Regions from separate parts of the Ovis aries genome. Here region 2 is linked to region 1. A link is a contact called in public Hi-C data. All regions are on one chromosome and are shown on one strand. The core of a region is the stretch at or near the end of the contact, and the rest is flanking DNA. Distances in the headings are between cores, read along the strand shown.

Evidence for each region. Hi-C and Micro-C count contacts between places; a contact is called where the count stands out from the background.
Region 2: a Hi-C map of mixed tissues shows a contact between it and region 1, with 2.5 times the contacts expected there. The contact joins two enhancer-like sites. A contact is called at or near these places in 13 of 16 Hi-C or Micro-C datasets (blood, liver, mesenteric adipose tissue and 5 more).

What each region holds. Positions count from the first base shown.
Region 1 is chr15:65,616,948-65,622,870 of ARS-UI_Ramb_v3.0, forward strand. All of the region lies in intron 1 of PRR5L (proline rich 5 like), which reads left to right. Among named protein-coding and RNA genes, the nearest start is that of PRR5L, 38 kb to the left of the region's middle. Within about 2 kb of position 4,329, at least 10 of the 54 cell types and tissues checked have an H3K27ac peak or open chromatin away from gene starts, as enhancers often do.
Region 2 is chr15:65,758,698-65,764,442 of ARS-UI_Ramb_v3.0, forward strand. No RefSeq gene overlaps it. Among named protein-coding and RNA genes, the nearest start is that of TRAF6, 24 kb to the right of the region's middle. Within about 2 kb of position 3,819, at least 4 of the 54 cell types and tissues checked have an H3K27ac peak or open chromatin away from gene starts, as enhancers often do.

The DNA.
Region 1 (5,923 bases), core at 3,079-5,578:
AAAGCCTTAGCATTTTGCCTCAAGAGCTAGGATGGCTGCTAAAGCTCCAGCCATTGTGTCAACATCCCAGAATTTAAATCTCATTAAGTTTCACTGGCCTCAACTAAAATCAGAATCTAGTCACATGGCTGCACCCAGCTACCACTGAGGCTGAGAAGTATAGTATCAATATATTTTGGGTAAATAAACTGAGAATTTTGTTTGAAAGGAAGGAGAGACATCTAGCAATCTCTACCATAGCTTGCCTTTGAAGGCCTTCTTCAATAAAGTGTCAATCCAGCTTTCCAGATTTCCTGCACCTACTAACTGTTCTGACTACTCTGCCCCCATTGAATTCCTTTGCTCACTGTCCCTGAAACACACCTAGTATTTTGTCACCATCTCTCCATGTACTCAGCCCTCTTGGAATGTGTTTTTGCTTCATATCCAAGCCACACCTTTGTTTCCTTGAGCTTTTCCCCTGACTGCTTGCATCTGAGTTGATTTCTTCTGAAACTGAATATTCAATGGAATTATATTTGGCTCTTTCAGATATTATTACCCTTCTGCTTCAGATTGCCCTTCTTTTGATGACTTGAGAAGCATTAATTTTTCATTGCTAATTTTTCACACATTTAGGTCTTGCTTCCCCCTGCCACTCCCTGAGGACAGGAGACCCTTATTCAATGAACCCTGTGCTCCACGCTGGGGATTTGGTAGTAAGTAAGATTTAGGGCCTGTCCTCAATGTCCTAATATTTCCCATGGAGTCTGGTTTTAAAATTCAGATCCATAAAGTGCTTCATAACTTTCTGTTTCTTTGTAATAAGAACTAACATTTATTTAAATGATGGTTATTTATATTAATAATAACATTTATTGAGTAATTATGATGCAGTAGGTCCTATGCTAACTTTTCCCATATATCACTTCATTTCTTTCTAATGCAGCTGTCACTGCAGAATGCAGGAGACCAAAGCCATGCCGTTTCCATGAAATACAGAGGTGGACAATTGCTTTTATTGCATCCAAAGTAGTATTTGACAGTCAAAAAGGAGGACAGGAGACAGGGGTGAGCAGCTGAGACTCGAATGGGCAGTGGTAGGTTGGCAGTGCCCAGCCCAGGGCCACTCAGTAAGGAAAAGGCATTCTAGTCTAGGCAAGCTTCCTGCTGGAACAGAGTGGCAGATAAAGTCCAGATTCTGAATGGCTATTTACAGGATGCAGGCACTACTAATTTTTACAAATAAAAATGAGGCACAGAGAAGTAAAATTACTTGTTCAAAGTCACATAGCTGAAAGTGGGTAGAGCCAGGATGTAGTCCACGAAGCTTGATTGCTGAGGCCCGGCTCTTGGTCCTGTGTTAAGATGGTGACTGGAAAGTAAGGGTAAGTCTGGTGATTCAAAGATTTAGTGACATCCTGTAAGTAGCCACCCACAATCTGGACTTTATCTGCCACCCTGTCCCAGCAGGAAGCTTGCCTAGACTGGGATGCCTTTCCCCTACTGAGTGCCTCTGGGCTGGGCACTGCCAACCTACCACTGCCCATTCGAGTCTCAGCTGCTCACCCCTGTCCCCTGTCCTCCGTTTTGATTGTCAAATACTGCTTTGGATGCAATAAAAGCGATTCGTCCACCTCTATATTTCCTGGAAGCTGTATGGCTTTGGTCTCCTCCGTTCTGTGGTGACAGCATAGAGTAAATAAGGAGAGGCTGCCGTCTGCAGGCCCCAAGCTGCATCAGACTCACTGACTGCCCTGTGCAGCCCAGCATTTCATGTTTTTTTAAATTCATCATCAGCATTCAGAACTTAGAAGGTGTCACACAAAATCTGGACAAGGGGGGGGCTTCTTTTGAAAAACTGGAAGATTTTGGAAACACTGGGTCTGTATGCCCACAGGTTCACGCTGTCTAGCTCAGATGGAGCACTTTCTGTCTAAATTGGCATAGCAACCCCCTCCCTATTACCCAGACAACTTTATCCACATTAATTCTCCTTACCAGCCAGCAGCACATAGCATAGGTATGTGGCACTATATGTCAGACACTGAACTAAGGGCTTCACCTTTCTTTGTCACAGTCACCTTTGGAAGAGGTACTGTTATTAACCCCATTCTACAGATGAGACTATGAAGGCCCATACTAAAAGTAGTGTCAGGGCTGGAACTCTTAGCAAGGCATTCTAGCCCCATAGTCTTAGCTTTTAAGCACCACCTGCTCTCTCTCACGGAGAGAGAAGGCACTGGTGACCCACTCCAGTACTCTTGCCTGGAAAATCCCATGGATGGAGGAGCCTGGTAGGCTGCAGTCCATGGGGTCACTAAGAGTCGGACACGGCTGAGCGACTTGACTTTCACTTTTCACTTTCATACATTGGAGAACGAAATGGCAGCCCACTCCTGTGTTCTTGCCTGGATAATCCCAGGGACAGAGGAGCCTGGTGGGCTGCAGTCTATGGAGTCGCACAGAGTCAGACATGACTGACGCGACTTAGCAGCAGCAGCAGCAGCTGTCTCTCACTAGGGATTGAGATTTATGTCCCTGCTCCAAAGGGAGAGGTTGGAGGGGAAGGAACCTGGCCCCTATGCAGCCTAAACTCGACACACTGAAAATCCAAACTCATAGTTAATTTCCTGTACAAATAACAAGCCATCAGGGAAAGGCTGCTTTTCCTTATTGCTCTGAACAAAACTAACCTTGCCCCAAAGGAAATCAGAGCGTAGAAAGAAACCAGTGAGCACCTGCCAGGGTCTTTGGGGCCATCAGAGAGCCTGCTGTGGTGGAGAGTTTTCCCTTATCTCCTTTTCCCTCCCTTCTTGGAACAAAGAGAATTAATTAATTCTATTAAGCCTCCATCCAACTCTCACTTGAAACGTTAGCCCATGAACAAGTGTAATCCATCTCAATCCTGATTGTCTCCTAGGGAGGGAGGTAAGGATGAAATACGATGACTTCAGCCTTTGTGAAGGTGTCCACCATGGTCACCCAGCCTGTCTGAGCCCCGCCATGCTGCGGATCCACAGGGAGATGAATGGAGCCTGAAGCACAGAAAGAAATTCATTTTGTTAGGCTAGCTGCCTGACAGCCTTGCAACAGAGCCCTCTTCATAGGCTTTGAGGAAAAGGCAAGGGAAGTATGGCTGGTTCAGACGGTTGATGTCCATCTCAAGACCCACCCAGGAAGTGTCTCTGAAGCTATTCATTGAGTACTTCCGGCTGCCAGGTGTTGTGGATGCAAAGATGGACAAATCTACGGCATAGTTAGAGTGAACATAAGGTTCCAGACTAGGGCGCCGTGGAGCATGAAGAACACTGGCTTAAACTGGGACTCTCCAGGGCTAACTGAGACATATGGTCACAGTAAGCCGAGCCATTAAGAGCCCTCACAGGTCTCGATTTCTCAGTTCTGAATCTGGCTGTGACCATGGGCAAGTTAACCTCTGAGTCTGTTTCTCGTTGTCCAAAATGGGAATGATCCCCAGGAATCTTCCCTCTCAAGAATGTCAAGAGGATTATATCAGCTAATGTAGTGACTGGAATGTGCTGAGGACCCCTTGCTCACAAGATAGGTGCTTGAGGCCACAAAGTTGGGTTCCAGGGATGAAGCTAGCTTTCCTTACCTGAGTGTCAGCTGGGCTTTGCAAAATGAGAGCTAGTGCCTAACAGCTCTGGAAAATCAAGGGAATTATAGACGCTGAGGGTGGGGAAGAAAAAGAGGAGAAATGAAGAGAAAGGTGGAAGAAGAGAGAAGTTTGGGGATGGTGGGGAGAGGAGGTACCTATTGGGAAAAGTTTAAAGTCAGCGCTAGGTGGGAACACTGAGAGTCCAAGTTTGCATATTTCCCTCTGCTTATGGCTCACAAGCAGATCTTCTGGGTCGGGGTGCTCAGTCACTCAGTCATGTCCAACTCTTTGCGAAGTCATGGGCTGGAGCCCACCAGGCTCCTCTGTCCATGACATTTCCCAGGCAAGAATACTGGAGTGGATTGCATTTCTTTTTCCAGGGGATCTTCCAGGCCCAAGCATCAAACCCTTGTCTCCTGTATTGGCAGGCGGATTCTTTACCATTAAGCCTCCTGGGACGATGCCACAGACTCAAGGAGGGCTGGTGGTGAGATTGAGGCGTCTAGCGAAGGCTCATTCCACATGGATTTCGTGAATACCTCGTGCGGGTCCACAGGGAAGGCTCCATAAATGTTAGTGCCGGCTCTTACTGCTACAATCATTATTAGCTGCCAGGTTCCGTATATCAACACCAGCCTGGAAATACAAAGCTGAAAACCAGTGGGACCGACAGGAGGGGGAAAAACCCCATGAGAACAAAGGAGAGTTTTGTTTTGTTTTGTTCACAACACACGGTTCCTAAAGAAGGCTAGGATTCAGCAGAGCCATTTAAATCCCAGACCAGCCTTGGGCAGCTCCAGGCCTGCGCTTGGCCCACCGCAGTAGGACCAGCAAGACACAGGAGGCACTCCTCCCAGATCGGTTGTCTGCAGAATGAGAAGAATGTTAATTAATCCTGTTATCTGAGCTGCATGCTTTCTGGCTTAATTGCTCTGATAAAACCACACTGAATGGAGAACTCTCAGAATGCCAAAGCAGCCCTTCTAATGGGATTCTTGAGGTGCAGTGAGCCCTGGAGTGGGTGAGGGTGGAGGGATAAACTTTTTGACCCTAGGAACCTGGGGATCAGCACTGACTCTCTCCTCTGAGTATTCTGACTGAAGACCTTTACCATCCAGGCTTCTTGTCCCATTCAATACAGCCACATTTCAGAAAAGAATGGGAAAATAGAAATTCATTGAAAAAAAAACTTAATCTGTTTGACCTTTTATACACATAAAAGAGCCAATTTTATGTTTATTTCACAAAAATGGGCTTATCAGCAAAAATGGGTTTATTTAGAAATGGCAGAGAATTGAAATCTGAGACAAGCATGCTCTAGCAAAAACCATAGGCACGTTCTGAGAAGCAAAAGAGAAGACCCTTATTTTATAGAGGAAGAGGAGAAGCTGGGACAGCCTGTTGTAAATAAAGAGTCCATTGGAGGAAACTGGGAGTGCAAAGTGTGGTGACTTTTCATTGGCTGAGTTGCAACAATTTCATTGGCTAGGCTGTTGCCAGGCAAGGAGAAAATCCTCCTTCCTCCTGCGGGGGTTCCAAAGCAGTGACCTTCCACTTGGAGATGAAAGGCAAGTCTCTTCCTGTTTGGGATCTGCAGAGAGAGAGAGTAGGAAGGCAAGAGAGCTTCTGGAGTCCTGATTCTATTTTAAATGAGGTTTCCTCTTTCCAGTTTTATAGTTAAAAATCTGTAAGGAGTACATGGAAACAATGCAAAGTTCAGAATATGGAGCTACCTAGAATTTTTGCATCAGACTTACTAATCACATAATTTGTAGTGCTTACATGTTTCAGGGCCTTTATTGCTTTATGGGTGTTATCTGTGTGATTCACTCTAAAACACTACAGCATAGGTCCTGTGATATTTATATATACTTATTTGAAGTGACAGGCTTCCCAGGTGGCTCAGTGGTAAACAATCTGCCTGCCAATGCAGGAGACATAGGAGACATGGGTTCAATCCGTAGAGTAGGAAAGATGCCCTGGAGTACGACTCCAGTAATCTTTTCTGGAAAATTCCATGGGCGGAGGATCCTGGCAGGCTACAGTTCAGGGGGTGGTCAAGAGTCAGACATGACTGAGGGAGAGAGGACGCACACATGTTTGAAGTGACACCCTAGGGCAGCAGCCATTCTAATCAGGCATCTGTTCTCCATGGGTGGTCAGCTAGGGTTATGTCAGAAAATTATCACTCCAGAAGAGGCCATTTAAAGTACTTTGGCTCCCTTTACCTCTGAGAGACCCCAAAATGAGCAAACGAAGTGTCAGAAATAGATTTTCATTGGTGAAATTGGTAAGATGTTGATAAGTATAATGGATGTTAGA
Region 2 (5,745 bases), core at 2,569-5,068, 140 kb after region 1:
GAGGATGAGATGGTTGGATGGCATCACCGACTCAATTGACATGAGTTGGAGCAAACTCCAGGAGATAGTGAAGGACAGGGAAGCCTGGTGCACTGCAGTCCATGGGGTCACAAAGAGGCAGACACGACTGAGTGACTGAACAACAAGACCCACTGACAGCTTACTAAAAATGATTTTAATTGCCCCACAGTAGAGGCAACCATTACTTATAGAACTCATCTAGGGAGTTTGCGGACTAAGGAGAGAGGAGGGTAGCCATTGCCCGGGAACTGGGGAGAACAGAGACTTCTCATTAATTTATCTGTTTGGGAGTAAGTTCAACTGGTTTTCTGGTTTCACATTTTCACCTGTTTGGTTCCTTTCTCTTTGGGCCTGATTTCATTATGTGAGATGCAGTCTTACAGGCCCCAGGGAAGAGACCACAGCCTAACCAAGAACTAGAATGAAACCTCACTTATTATTTCCTGAAAGAACAAGATATTAATTTTATTTCAAGTGAAAACTAGTGCCTAGGATGGTTCTTTCATCCCAATACAGTGAGTAACATAGTCTCCAAAACAGAACAAAGATAAGGCAAAAATCAAAGTAGTCATTTTATTAAAAATACTTGGAATATCTATTTTTTGTTTTGATTAAGGGTACTTTTTAAGAGTACTCAGGTTTCTCCTGAGGAACCCGTATGCAGGTCAAGAAGCAACAGTTAGAACAGGACATGAAACAACGGACTAATTCAAGATAGGGAAAGGAGTACAACAAGGCTGTATATTGTCACCCTGCTTATTTAACTCATATGCAGAGTACATCATGTGAAATGACAGGCTGGACAAATCACAAGGCAGAATCAAGATTGCTAGAAATATCAACAACCTCAGGTAGGCAGATGATATCACTCTAATGGCAGAAAGTGAAGAGGAACTAAAGAATCTCTTGGTGAGGGTGAAAGAGGAGAATGAAAATGCTGGCTTGAAATTCAACATTCAAAAAACAAAGATCATGGCATCCAGTCCCATCACTTCGTGGCAAAAAGAAGGGAAAAAAGTAGAAGCAGTTACAGATTTTATTTTCTTGGGCTCCAAAATCACAGTGGACAGTGACTGCTGCCATGAAATTGACGCTTACTCCTTGGAAGGAAAGCTATGACAAACCTAGGCAGCGTATTAAAAAGCAGAGACATCACTTTGCCAGCAAAGGTCTGTATAGTAAGTTCAGTTCAGTCGCTCAGTCGTGTCTGACTCTCTGCGACCCCATGAATTGCAGCACGCCAGGCCTCCCTGTCCATCACTATCTCCCGGAGTTCATTCAGACTCACGTCCATCGAGTCCGTGATGCCATCCAGCCATCTCATCCTCTGTCGTCCCCTTCTCCTCCTGCCCCCAATCCCTCCCAGCATCAGAGTCTTTTCCAATGAGTCAACTCTTCGCATGAGGAGGACAAAGTACAAAGGTTTGTATAGTAAAAGCTATAGTTTTTCCAGTAGTCATGTACGGATGTGAGAGTTGGACCACAAAGAAAGCTGAGTGCTGAAGAATTGATGCTTTTGAACTGTGGTGTTGGAGAATACTCTTGGGAGTCCCTTGCACTGCAAGGAGATCAAACCGGCTGATCGTAATGGATCCTAATAAGCAACAATGAATATTCACTGGAAGGACTTATGCTGAAGCTGAAGCTCCAATATTTTGGCCACCTGATGCAAAGAGCTGACTAATTGGAAAAAGACCTTGATGCTGGGAAAGATTGAGGGCAGAAGAAGGCGTCAGGGGATGAGATGGTTAGACAGCACCACTAACTCAATGGACATGAATTTGAGCAAACTCCAGAAGATAGTGGAAGACAGAGTAGCCTGGTGTGCTTCAGTCCATGGGGTCACAAAGAGTTGAACACAGCCAAACAAATGAACAGCAACTTTTAGGATAACGATATTGGTGTAATATAGAGGCTAAGGGAGTATCCAGAACTGACAGAAGGGGATAGTTGTGTCAGTCTGGCATTTGTTCTAAATTAATATTCAATAGGATGCCAAACTACCACATAGTTGCACTCATCTCACACACTAGCAAAGTAGTGCTCAAAATTCTCCAAGCCAGGTTTCAGCAATACGTGAACCATGAAATTCCAGATGTTCAAGGCGGTTTTAGAAAAGGCAGAGGAACCAGAGATCAAATTGCCAACATCCAATGGATCATCGAAAAAGCATGAGAGTTCCAGAAAAACATCTACTTCAGCTTTATTGACTATGCCGAAGCCTTTGACTGTGTGGATCACAACAAACTGTGGAAAATTCTGAAAGAGATGGGAATACCAGACCACCTGACCTGCCTTGTGAGAAATCTGTGTGCAGGTCAGGAAGCAACAGTTAGAACTGGACATGGAACAACAGACTGGTTTCAAATAGGAAAAGGAGTATGTCAAGGCTATATATTGTCACCCTGCTTATTTAACTTATATGCAGAGTACATCCAGAGAAGGTGATGGCATCCCATTCCAGTACTCTTGCCTGGAAAATCCCATGGATGGAGGAGTCTGGTGGGCTGCGGTCCATGGGGTGGTGAAGAGTCAGACACGACTGAGTGACTTCACTTTCACTTTTCACTTTCACGCATTGGGGAAGGAAATGGCAACCCACTCCAGTGTTCTTGCCTGGAGAATCCCAGGGACGGGGGAGCCTGGTGGGCTGCTGTCTATGGGGTCGCACAGAGTTGGACACGACTGAAGCGACTTAGCAGCAGCAGCAGCAGAGTAAATCACGAGAAACGCTGGGCCGGATGAAGCACAAGCTGGAATCAAGATTGGAAGGAGAAATATCAATAACCTCAGATATGCAGATGACACCATCCTTATGGCAGAAAATGAAGAACTAAAGAGCCTCTTGATGTAAGTGAAAGAGGAGAGTGAAAAAGTTGGCTTAAAGCCCAACATTCAGAAAACAAAGATCATGGCATCTGGTCCCATCACTTCATGATAAACAGATGGAGAAACAGTGGAAACTGGCAGACTTTATTTTTTGGGCTCCAAAATCACTGCAGATGGTGACTGCAGCCATGAAATTAAAAGACGCTTACTCCTTGGATGAAAAGTTACGACCAACCTAGAAAGCATATTAAAAAGCAGGGAAATTACTTTGCTAACAAAGGTCCATCTAGTCAAGCCTATTGTTTCCAGTAGTCATGTATGGATGTGAGAGTTGGACTATAAATCAAGCTGAGCACCGAAGAATTGATGCTTTTGAACTGTGGTGTTGAAAAAGACTCTTGAGAGTCCTTTGGACTGCAAGGAGATCCAACCAGTCCATCCTAAAGGAAATCAGTCCTGAAAATTCGTTGGAAGGACTGATGTTGAAGCTGAAACTCCAATACTTTGGCTACTTGATGCGATCAGCTGACTCGTTTGAAAAGACCCTGATGCTGGGAAAGATTGAAGGCAGGAGGAGGAGACAACAGGGGATGAGATGGTTGGATGGCATTACCGACTGACTCAATGGACATGAGTTTGAGTAAGCTCCAGGAGTGACAGGAGTCCATGGGGTAGCAAACAGTCGGACACAACTGAGCAGCTGAACTGACTGACTGAGGACGCCAATCAAGGAGCATGGTTTTGGTCAAATCTTTGCAATCACTACTAAGATGCGATCTAAGGCAAAAACCCCAAGAGACTTTGCAAGATAAATGTGAATCTACATTCATTACCTGGGTTTATTAATAGAAAGGACAGGGCACACTCATCTGCTAAATGGAGCAGAGAGACCCTGCTTAGCCCCTGGTCGATCCTGTAATTCAATTGTATTGACCTGACGGAGACCTCCTGAGGTTGGGCTGGCAGGAGCAGGGCTGGTGTTCCGCGTTGTGTGGGTCGATTGGGGAGCAGTGGAATGTGTGTGGCACTGAATCAGGATGACTCCTTTAAGCCCCGCCCTTCCGTAAACCTGTTCTTCAACTCGACATTGATTTTCAATCTTGCTGTGATTAATGTCTGCCTCCTCCCATCTTTAGGGCTTCCCTGATGGATCAGCGGTAAAGAATCCAAAAGCACTGTAGGAGACACAGGAGACGAGGATTCGATCCCTGGGTCAGGAAGATTTTCTAGAGGAGGAAATGGCCTCCCATTCACCCTCTCACAAAATACATAATTTTCACAGTCCAGCTGGATTGGGGAAACCACTCACAAATTCTGCGGCAACAGCAAGTTCTAAGCAACAGCAGGTTCTTGATAAGATACTTTTGACCATGGCCCATGCTTCAATTGTTCAAATCAGAGTTCATTCTGAAGCTTGTCATACAGTTAGATAATTATGAGAACCTCCTTGGATGCATCGTGTATTTTTTTTTTTCTTTTTTAAAAAGTCTTTCCTAACTGGTCCAAGCATTAATAAATGTTACCTATTACTTATTAAAACCTAAATATCAAATTCTAGTCCCCACTTTACAAGGAGATAAACTGACACAAAGATAAAGAGAAGTGATTTGTCCATAGTCAGTCAGGGGTAAAATCTTAATCTCTTAGCTCCTAATTTAGTGGTTTATATGCTAAATTACCCTGCTTCTTCAGGTCCTCTGGGGAACACTATCCTGAAACTTTGTTTAAGCAAAATGAGCCCCACGTACACTCTCACCAGAAAAATTAATTAGATAATTTATCAAGTGTGAAAACAACATCAGAATATTCTATACAATTGATCAAGGACTTTAAAATAATTGTTATAAAAAAACATTCCTTCAGGCAAAATAATTAAGTCTGAAATTCAACAGGACAGATTTACACGTTTAAAACTAGTGTAAAGTAAGGACTACAATTCCAGCTATAATGCAAATATCACATTTCCCCAGAGTTTAAAACAACTCGCTTAAAGCTGTTCAATTATTTTAGCAGTGCAATTTTAAGAGAAACGAAACTTGAACAAGTCTCATTAAAAGTAGCACTCTTAAGTGATAAAGCAAATGCAAACAAATGCTATTTGTGAATTCTAGGTAGTGACCACTGTAAAATTTTTTCAATAATTCTGCATTTTTGAGAAATTTCATAGTAAAGTGCTGGGGGAGAGAAGTAAATCACCAAACAATCCCCCAATATCTAGTCCTTACCAGAAAACATTTCATGACAAATAACTTACCATAAAATGGTGAACTTCAACGTTCATGATCGTGAGTGTGTGCTCTGCGCCAGGCAGGGCGTCAAGTCTAGGGTTTCTGCCTTGGACAGAACCTTGCCCTGCTGCTCATTGCTGACATGCCCCTCAGAGCTCAAGTGGAAGTGCTTATGTGCTTTCAGGACCACTGATTGCATCTCTTTCCTGGAATACAGAAATCCACCTGCCCTTTTTCTCTATTTAGCTTTTATCCTGAAATCTAGGAGACAGTTGGGGAGCTGCAATCAGCAGAGACAAGGAAGCTCTAAGAGGAGGTTCTCCCTCTGAGAGACAGCACGGCGGCTGTGCTTTGCAGACTTCCCAGGAAATGGAGGGAATGCACGGACCTTCAGAGCCTCCAGCCCTGAGAGGAGCGGACTGTTCCCCTCACCACTCCTGTCCCATAGGCAGGGCCAGTGTCCTGCTGCCAACGCCCCTTGAAAGGAGCACGTCTCCTTTCTCCGCGTGTTCCCCATCCAGGATTACTTTCCCGCATTTTATGAAATTTTATAACAAATGGAATTGCAAGGAGAGGAGGAAAAAGCTTCAAAACTATTGCTTCTTTTTCATTTCCTCTAGGCACTGCACTGCTTAGGTATTTATGGAACGGTATCACAAAAACACCT